3 separate regions of the Mus musculus genome follow, and regions 1 and 2 are each linked to region 3. Evidence: chromatin contacts called from public Hi-C data. All regions are on one chromosome and are shown on one strand. Each heading gives the region's core, a stretch centred on a gene start, on an enhancer-like site or on the middle of the called end of the contact. The rest is flanking DNA. Distances are from core to core; before and after follow the strand shown.

Region 1 (2,880 bases), core at 237-2,736, 4.6 Mb after region 3:
GGTGTGCGTCACCACTGCCTGGGCTGTCCCAGGAATTCTTCATCTGACCTCCCTGACACTTCTGGGAGTTTAAAGACATCTTAGGAATCCATGAGATGTTATAAGACAAACTTTTAAACAAAAGGTAAAATCATGCTTATACAAATATAAAGGAATATGGTAAATTTAAGTGGAACTAGTCTGTTTAAAGGAGAAAAGACCAGATCAATATGCAGCATAAAGTCAAAATGAATGTTAACATATACTGGTCAGGGGCAATGATTGGGCAAACATGGTTTTCATCTTTATGTTTTCAACAAGTTACAAAGTTGCAACACTGCCCAAAGACAGTGAATGTCACAGATAATCTGGAAGTAAGCTGTGCTAGATGTAAAGCAAAAGACCATTTTTTTTTTTTTAAATTTTAAATCAAAGGTTTTGTTTGTAAAATCACATACAAAATGTTTCCACAGGTACATGTAAAATTTTCAAAGGAACTCGACAATAATATTTTCCAGGCTTTAAACAAAAAGAAGAGTACCCAAAAGATTGAGAACCAAAGTTGTAGTCACGGCAAACCCTTTAGCGGTCTGGAACTTTGCTCCAAATAATCTTTTAGTGTGAATGTTTTATGAAGTCATTCGGTTTCCCACCACCGCCCGGCTTCGAAAGACTACTAAAAGGCAGTCTTACTTCTTGAGGATTTCCATTCTCAATGAACTCTCCACTCATATTTCTCCTTAATTTCTCATAAACGCACTCAGAACTTAAATTCATTACTGTTAGCCCCTTCTACAACGGCTTTTTCTATAGAGGGACTAGCAAAAAGAAAAGACTGAACTTTAGAATGCAAGTTCTCACAACTGATGTCCTTTGGGAAGACAACCTGCCTAACACCCACAGTTCCTCTGAGCAACCCTACTTCCGCACAGACTCCCCCCCCCCCCCCCCCCCGCAGCCGGGCGTGCCCCAAACACCCCAACCCCAAGCTCGGCCCGCCCCCTCTGTACTGAGCTCCGAATAGCAGGGGCCGCCAGGGAACTGCGCGTGCGCACAACGCACGGCGCCAAACCAACGGCACAGTGGCGACGGGGGCGGGGTGAGGCGGACCGCGGATGGAGGGTGGCCCTCAGGAGACCCGACTGAGAGGAGTTCCCACCTCTACGGGTCTGAGAGGCTCTGCAGGCCAGTAGTGACTTACTCCGTGCTCGTCCCCAGATCCACGGTCAGCGCTTGTGTTCTCCCACGCTTTCCTTCTCCCGACCCCTGCGGTCGGCGGAAATTTGCGTCATTCGAGTAGCGACGCGCTTCTCTCAGCCCGCTACGGAAAGACGGGTCCGAGGCCCAGGGTTCGTTGCTGACGTCATAGGCGGAGCATCTCGGGGGCGGGAGCCACGCGGTGACTGCGCTGGCACGCGGAGTTCCATTGGTGGTTTGCGAACGGCGGCGGGCGGGGCCTCCGCGGTACCGTCCCTGCTTGATGACGTCACTTAAGTTGGCGGGAGAAATTAGAAAGTGGAGTTTATGTCATTGAGCCGGTGAAGTGGAGACTTTTCTCTCCCGTGTTCTAGGCAAGAAGGGTGGACAGACCGGGCGACTTGGCGCGGTTGGGAGAGCACTGGACACTGACTCGCCTCCACGGAAGCGACCCACGAGGCGCCGTTAGAGTGCCGGGTGAGGCGGTCACCATAGCGGCCCATCCCGGTTGTGGGTGTTTTAGGGGCTGACATAGGACCAAGGGGGCCATTATTATTTAGTGATACAAAACCTTGAAGTGTCAAGGCTTGGCAAGTGAAGCTATGTTTCTTTTAGGGATCTGTACTGTTCCTTGTGGTTTAGCAGGCCGTTCGTGGTTTGGAAACTTTCCTGGTTTGAGCGGTGCTGTTCTGAGCTATTGTGACAGTTTTTCATCACTGCAGAGGGCCAGATAGAAACTGTTGTTGGGCTCCAGAGCTGGACTTCCTAACGTAATAGATCAAGAATAGGACCTAAAAGAATAGGACCTAAAATGTTCATTGCTAACTAATTGTCAGGTCATGTCCCTGGAACCACTTGAAGATATGTGTGCTTATGTGTGCTGCTTTTGCATCTGTATTCAGTTCACCATCGACGATTTCAAGATTTCAAAATTTGACCTTATAGTTAACATGGTAGTTACAGTGGCTGCTGCAGCACTGTCCAAGAGATTTTTCTTCCTGGGTGTGGTGGCATATTGCTTGTAATATCCCAGCTATTTCCAGAGGCTAGGACGGGATTGTGCAATATGGTCAGATCCTATTTTAAACAAACATAAAGGACTGGATGCATGTAAGCACTATTACCTAGTTTACATATAGTCCCTTTTGTCAGCCCCTAGCACTGGGTAAAAGAAAGAACAAAATTTTCCTTGCAGAGGAATTATATATTGTATATTTGGCTCTAGGATGTTGTGCTATATTGACTAGGGTATATAGTCAACCCTCTGTACCTGTAATTTCTGGATCTGTATTCAGCCAGTTATAGATGGGAAATAGAAAAAAGTTGTTAGTACTGAGCATACAGATTTTTAAATTATCATTTTTATTTCTTCCTTTTAGACAGTGTCTATCTATGTAGTTAGTCCTGACTGTCCTGGAGCCCTATAGGTAGACAGGCAACCAGGCTGCCTTGAAGTCACAGATCCACCTGACTGTGCATCCTGTGCACTGGAATCAAAGTTGTGTTCCACCAAGTCAGGCTTGTTACCATTTCTTGAACAATGCAGTTTAATCACTGTTTGCATATCATTTACAACCTACTAGGTACAAGTAATCTAGAGATAACTTATTTATGTTAGAAAATATGTGCATGCTCCTATTATATGCGAAACAACTATGACGTTTTATATGTGAACTCAAGTGGCTGGCGCCGGATGTTAATATT
Region 2 (3,034 bases), core at 367-2,866, 3.6 Mb after region 3:
AAGACAAAGCGGGACGTGTGCTGATCCCACGTGCTTGGCAACGTCAAAAATCAGCACTAGGAATCTAGTGCGTGGGCAGAATATCAAATGATGTAAGTAAAATTGAAGGGAAAATTATAGTAAAACAGGCCAGTAAATGACATTTTCATGGGCAAAACAATGCAGACATTGAATGATGACTAAATTCAAAAAGTATTTTCTTGTGTTGAGTGGGAGAGGGCTATTAGAAGTATGAGTAATATTTGCAAAATCTATAACAAAAAAAAGCATTTAAAAATTATATGGCCGTCTGAGTACTTCAGTTCAAAGGCCACTCAGCATTCTTTAGAACAGGGAATAAAAGAACCTGCAAAGTAGTAACTTATAGCCGCCCTAAAAGCATGTACAGGCTCCCTAACTGAAAGTTATCTATCATCTTCCCACTGTGAAATTTTAAGTGCACGATGTGATTCTAAGCACGAGCACATAAGCAATAGAAATGCAGGATTTTATGGTTTCCTGCTGTAGAACAAAAAGCAACAGTCTGAAGAAAATTTTTTAAAAGTTCATGATGCGTCTCTATTTTCCGTAGGCCTCTAAATCTGCAATTGCCTCGTTTATTAAAGACTCAGAAGTGAAAAGAAGGCTCAGAAATGATCTTAGCCACCACTTACACCTTAACCCATCTTACATGCTAATTTTTTTTCTCCATGCTAATTTTTAAGCAACAGTGTCAGATATGCTTAACTGTACACACGTTCTTGAACTCTTAAATGGTTTTCCAGATAGCCACTGAGGGAGTACACTCCTGTGCCCCTACTTGGCCTGCTCTTTGAGAATGCAGGTAAAGAACTCCCACCCTCCCTCTCCCTTCTCCCTCGGCAACGCGAAACAGGCTAGGCACGCTCACGTGACGCTAATGACGTCAGCCCCCTCTGGGTCGCGTGACCCACAGCCAACCTTCCTACCGCCCCACCCCCTCGCCACTGGCGTGGGACATCTCGCGAGAAGCCTTCTTACTATCAGAACTTGCTGAGGTTACAGGGGAGTTACTCTGGAGAGGAAGGAAGGTGTGGCAGAGTGGTGCACTTTTGGGTTTCATTATGTTAGAGTTTATGATCAAGCAAATGCTTATGGGGATCGCCCTAGTCGGGAAAAGGGGAGAGAAGGGCGAAGACGTGACAGTAAAAACTGAAGCGAAACGTGGTGCCCTGACCATCTTTGCCCCTAGCTAAGGGACAGCCGGGCGCAGCAGAGGTGGCCAAGGCTGGCAGCCCCAGGCAGTAGCTGCGAGCCGGGGGACGTTGGACCCGGGTCTGGGAGCAGTAAACGCGAACCGCGCCCAGATGCAAGGGTTGCTTCCCTCTCTCGGCTTCCCCGGCCTCGCGGCCATCCCGCCCGGGTAGAGGCATCCGGGTTGTGGGAGCTTCGAGTGGTCTCTCATCTTTCCGCCCTTCGTGGGTCACTGCGACATCTCAGTCCCGTCCCCTTAAGCGCGCTCCCTGCTGCTCCGCGCATCTCCCTTCGGTCTCCCTAGACGGCTGCGGGAGAGCAGCCCGAAGGGACGCGGCTGGAGTCGCTAGAGGGAGGTGTGGGGCCGCCGAGGAGGGGGCTTCGCTGGGCGGGGAGAGGAGGGAGGAGGCGCCGGGGAGGAGCCGCGGCTGCCAGCTTCGCCCGAGCCGAGCGAGCGCACTCTGTCGCCCCGCGGGTTCCCAGCCTTGCGGCCCCGTGGAGAGGAGGGAGCGCGGGCCACCAGCGCCTCCTCTGCCCGCTGGAACGACCGGCTGGGTGTTCACTCGGCCGCTGCCGCCCGCCACTCCGGGCGCTGCGTTGAGCTCTCCGTGCGGCCTCGGTGACCGCGGCAACCCCTCCTGACACCTCTCCCCCGCCCCTTCGGGAGCCCTCGGCCCGGCCACCGCGGCGGGAGGAGGAGAGGACAAGGGATCGCGGAGCGGGCTGGTCTGGCCACCTCGCCCCGCGCGCCCCGCCCCTGCGCGCACTCCCTCGCCGGCGAGCTACTTTCGGACACGGAAAGTGAGGGCGGCCCCGGGTGACAGCGCGGCGGCGCCAGTCCCGGGAAGCCAGGTCTGTTCGCGTGTCGCCCGTCGCACTGTCCAGACCCCGCCATGGCTTCGACCACCACCTGCACCCGGTTCACCGACGAGTATCAGCTCTTTGAGGAGCTCGGAAAGTAAGCGTCCCTGCCTGGCATCTCCTCCTCCCCACGACCCCTCGTCTCCCTCGTGGGGATAGAGAGCCTGCGGGCCGAGGCGGGGAGACGGACCCTGGCTTGGTGCGGGTGGGGCACACAGGGAAGGAAACCTTTGCCCTACTGTGGCGGGTGCTCCGAATTCCCAGCCCATCTTCTCGGGTCCTCCACCTCTCCACGGGGGACTTAGTGAATTTATGATCTCTGCAGTTGTAGCTGTCATCCTGAGAAGTGTGCGCGCACGCGAGTGCGAATGTGTGTGTATGTGTGTTCGGAGAGGAAAGGAGATGCATGTAAAATGCAACATTTATCACATTTTTGGTAAATAGATGTCTCTTGCTCAGCCCGCGCTGTATCTGCGATCTGACCCAGGTTCGGATGAGCTAACGAGAGAACACTCGCTCTCTGAGATGGTGCCATATTTATCGATGCCGAAAGTTCAACTTGGCTTGGTGGAGAGTCTGGTTCGGCATCCAAGTAGTTGTTCCGTTCAGGAAAAGGGCCACCCAACAGAACCCACGTCCCTGCCATGTATCCGCTATCCTTCTTTGCACTAAGATGAGTCGCTCACCATCATTCTAGGATTTAGGTGTACATCGTCTCTGAGAGGATTTATTTATCCAGGCAGAGGAAAGCCCTAGAGCCCGAGAGAGCGTTTCCCCAGGGTAGCCTAGCTTGTGTAAAACGACCTCCTCCACTGAAGTGGCAGGACTTCCTTGAGATGTTAAGGAGGGACAGGGTACCTACTGAAGATCTGCACAGGGGCAACTAGAGACTCAGTCAGGAGGGAGTGTTGGTTTACCGAGCATCAAACCCCAAACCTATCGCTAATTTCCACTATCAGGG
Region 3 (2,700 bases), core at 95-2,594:
ACTTTTATTTAAAAAAAAAAAGTGACGCCTTTAAAGTAATAAACTGTTAGTGCCACGTATCATGAGTTCGATAGACAACTTTATAAATAAAAAAAAAAATCCTAAGGAAAAGGCTTGTTTGGAGGGTCTCTTGTTTTTTATCCTTTGGGAAAAATACTTAATACATTGATTCGATTTACAAACTAAACAAATCACTTCTGTAAGTTTATAGCAAGTTGTCCAAAGGAGCTCACTTTAAAAGTCTCTAAAAGATAAGTCAAAAACCTTATTTTCCATACAACTCTTGCCCGCAGAAAATCTATTAGGAATTCTTCTGACAATAGCAGATAAATCACACATTACTTTTGAAGACCCTTTCTTCACTATTTTTTTTTTCCTTTTTTCTTTAACAGAATAGGATGAGGGATCTCTGCCTCGACCATCATCGACACAGAATTGAAAACAACAGAAAATAAAACTGACAAGTTATCAATGTCACCAATCCATTCTATCATAACTTCGTGTCAGCACTGGCTCCACCTTTTAAAGGTGAAAATCAGCGTGCCTGGTCTTAAACAAGCTCCAGGGCTCACCACAGAGAACTTAGGTTTACTGCCCATGTACCTCAAAAGTAGCCTTGAAAATATATTTGGAGGAAAGAATATGTTTCCAGCTATGGAAGACCGCAAGCAGATAAGGACGTGCAGTACGTTTTTGCAAGCATTTATCGGGATCTGCACGGAGAAAACAAACCCCAGGAGAATAACAAAACCTCAAAACAGGCTCAGATTGCAGGGCTTCACATCCTCCCGGTTACACCTGCGCAGGCACTTCCTGTTCCCCCGCGCCGCCGGCGAGTAGTTTGGTAATTGTACCGTAAACCGCCGTTTAGAAGCTAAACATTAACTCCGTCCGTCTGTCCAGCTACTGAGAAACCAACCAAGCCAAGATTCTATCACATCCAATCCAGTCTGCTCCGCCAAGGAGGAACGCCAATCACGCTGGAGCCCTGGTGAAGGCTCAGTGCTCCGGCAGCTGTGGGGCTGCACCGGGAACCGCAGGAGCCTGGCCAGCGCATCCCGACCCGGCCCAATCCCGCCCTCAGCCTGCGGCCACCCGGGTTAGCGCGCCCGAGCGGGGCCAGGCCGTGGGGACCGAGAGTCCTCCGCCCTCTGCCCAGCGGGGGCTCCCGCGACTCACCCCAAGCTCTACCTCCCGGCGCCGTAGCCCTTCCAGTCCCACTGGCCCGGCTCCGCCTCGCGCCGACACCCACAACGTCGTGACAGGCAAAGCGACACGCACAGGGACAGACGGCCACACCGCCGCTTTCAGCCGCCAGACCCGCGCAGAGCATGCGCGCACGCCCAAGACCCAGGGGCCGGTCTGGGCAGTGACACCTGCGATCAACAGGTCTCTGGACCCCGCCTTCCCCCGCGTCAGGACGCCCCGCCCCCTTGCGCCGGGCCCGCCTCCTCGTCTCGCCCCGCCCCGCCCCGCCCCCGCACGTGAGTTCCCGGCTTTCCCGCGGGTGATGCTCCCTTTCCGAGGGCTTGTGTGAGGCGCGAGATCCCGCGAGAGCAGGGCTCGGGCTTCTGCCCCGACGCGGGGGTGGCGCGCGGGGCGGGCTGTGAGACGGGACGTGGCGGATCGGCGAGCGGCTGCGTGGTGGGCTGGGGACTGCGGCGGATTTCCACGGCAGACGCGGGCGTCCCGCCGTCGTCCGCCTTGGTTGGCGGCTTTGCAGCCTGAGTGCGGATGCGCGGGGATCTGAGCCGGGGTTCTGTGGGTTTCAGCCATTGCTGGGTCGGCACCCCGGCGGTCCCCTTAGGGAGTCGGTACGGTCTGTTTGCAGTTGAATGGTGTCCTTTGGCGCGAATGTATTTTCCCTAAGTGGGGCTTTCGTGACCACTAATAAAACGAACGTCTTCATAACCGCGCTGACCCAGTTAGTATTTGTCAGAAATTTTGGCAGCATCCTCTCCGCGATGTGGAGCAGGTTTTGAGTTGCAAGCTGCTGCTGCTGCGAACCAGACTAGCCTTTGTCTGGGAAACTTTTATTTGGGATGATAATTAAAAGGAAAAACAAAACAAAGGGGGGAAAAAAAAACCTGGCTGATGATTAAGATGACTCAAAAAGGTAGATGTAGGTTTGGAAGACATTTCCAAAGCTGGCGTGAGTCATAAAAGTTGACTTAGATAAACTCAAAGGGGACTCCAGTTTACCTGAAGAAATCGCATGAGGGAGACCCTGCAGGTTGGTGGGTGACATGCAGTGAGGTTATTGTGTTTGACCCGGGATCAGTGAGAATTTATTATGTACCACATAAAAGAAGTAACATGAAGCCATAGACGCCGTCCTCAACATTAACATTAAAACCTCGACGGGAAGGAGCCGGAGAAACCAGCTCTTAGAAATGTAAAGAATTGGCACCATACTGTTTCCTCTCGGGTGCACTCTGTTTTGAGGTGTTGTTTAATATATCTTCTGTCACCTCTTTCCCCTTCAGCTATATTGTGTATTCTCGGATGTATTTTACATGAGTGCCTTAAATATGTCTTAAAAATAGACCAAGGAACAAGCAGTCCAGGTTTAGTTATGTTAATGTCCTACTCTTGACGTAACAAGATCTGAACGCCTTGTTCCCCCAGGAAAAAAAAAAAATGGTAGTTAGGAAGGTCACAGTGTGGTTGTATTAACTCAGAATTACTGTTCCTCGATGT

Evidence for each region. A called contact is a pair of places that touch in the nucleus more often than the background predicts.
Region 1: a contact with region 3 is called in a Hi-C map of CD8 T cells, with 8 times the contacts expected there. The contact joins the promoter of Zgrf1 here to the promoter of Usp53 in region 3. A contact is called at or near these places in 2 of 484 Hi-C or Micro-C datasets (CD4 T cells and CD8 T cells).
Region 2: a contact with region 3 is called in a Hi-C map of CD8 T cells, with 12 times the contacts expected there. The contact joins the promoter of Camk2d here to the promoter of Usp53 in region 3. A contact is called at or near these places in 1 of 39 promoter capture datasets (pre-B cells) and 2 of 484 Hi-C or Micro-C datasets (CD8 T cells and regulatory T cells).

What each region holds. Positions count from the first base shown.
Region 1 is chr3:127,552,003-127,554,882 of GRCm38.p6, forward strand. It overlaps Zgrf1 (zinc finger, GRF-type containing 1), which reads left to right and starts at 1,487. Exons shown (of 26, transcript NM_197997.2): 1 at 1,487-1,653. It overlaps Larp7 (La ribonucleoprotein domain family, member 7), which reads right to left and starts at 1,347. Exons shown (of 13, transcript NM_138593.2): 1 at 1,181-1,347.
Region 2 is chr3:126,595,335-126,598,368 of GRCm38.p6, forward strand. It overlaps Camk2d (calcium/calmodulin-dependent protein kinase II, delta), which reads left to right and starts at 1,617. Exons shown (of 21, transcript NM_001346635.1): 1 at 1,617-2,170. The coding sequence starts at 2,106.
Region 3 is chr3:122,983,103-122,985,802 of GRCm38.p6, forward strand. It overlaps Usp53 (ubiquitin specific peptidase 53), which reads right to left and starts at 1,345. Exons shown (of 16, transcript NM_133857.3): 1 at 1,180-1,345.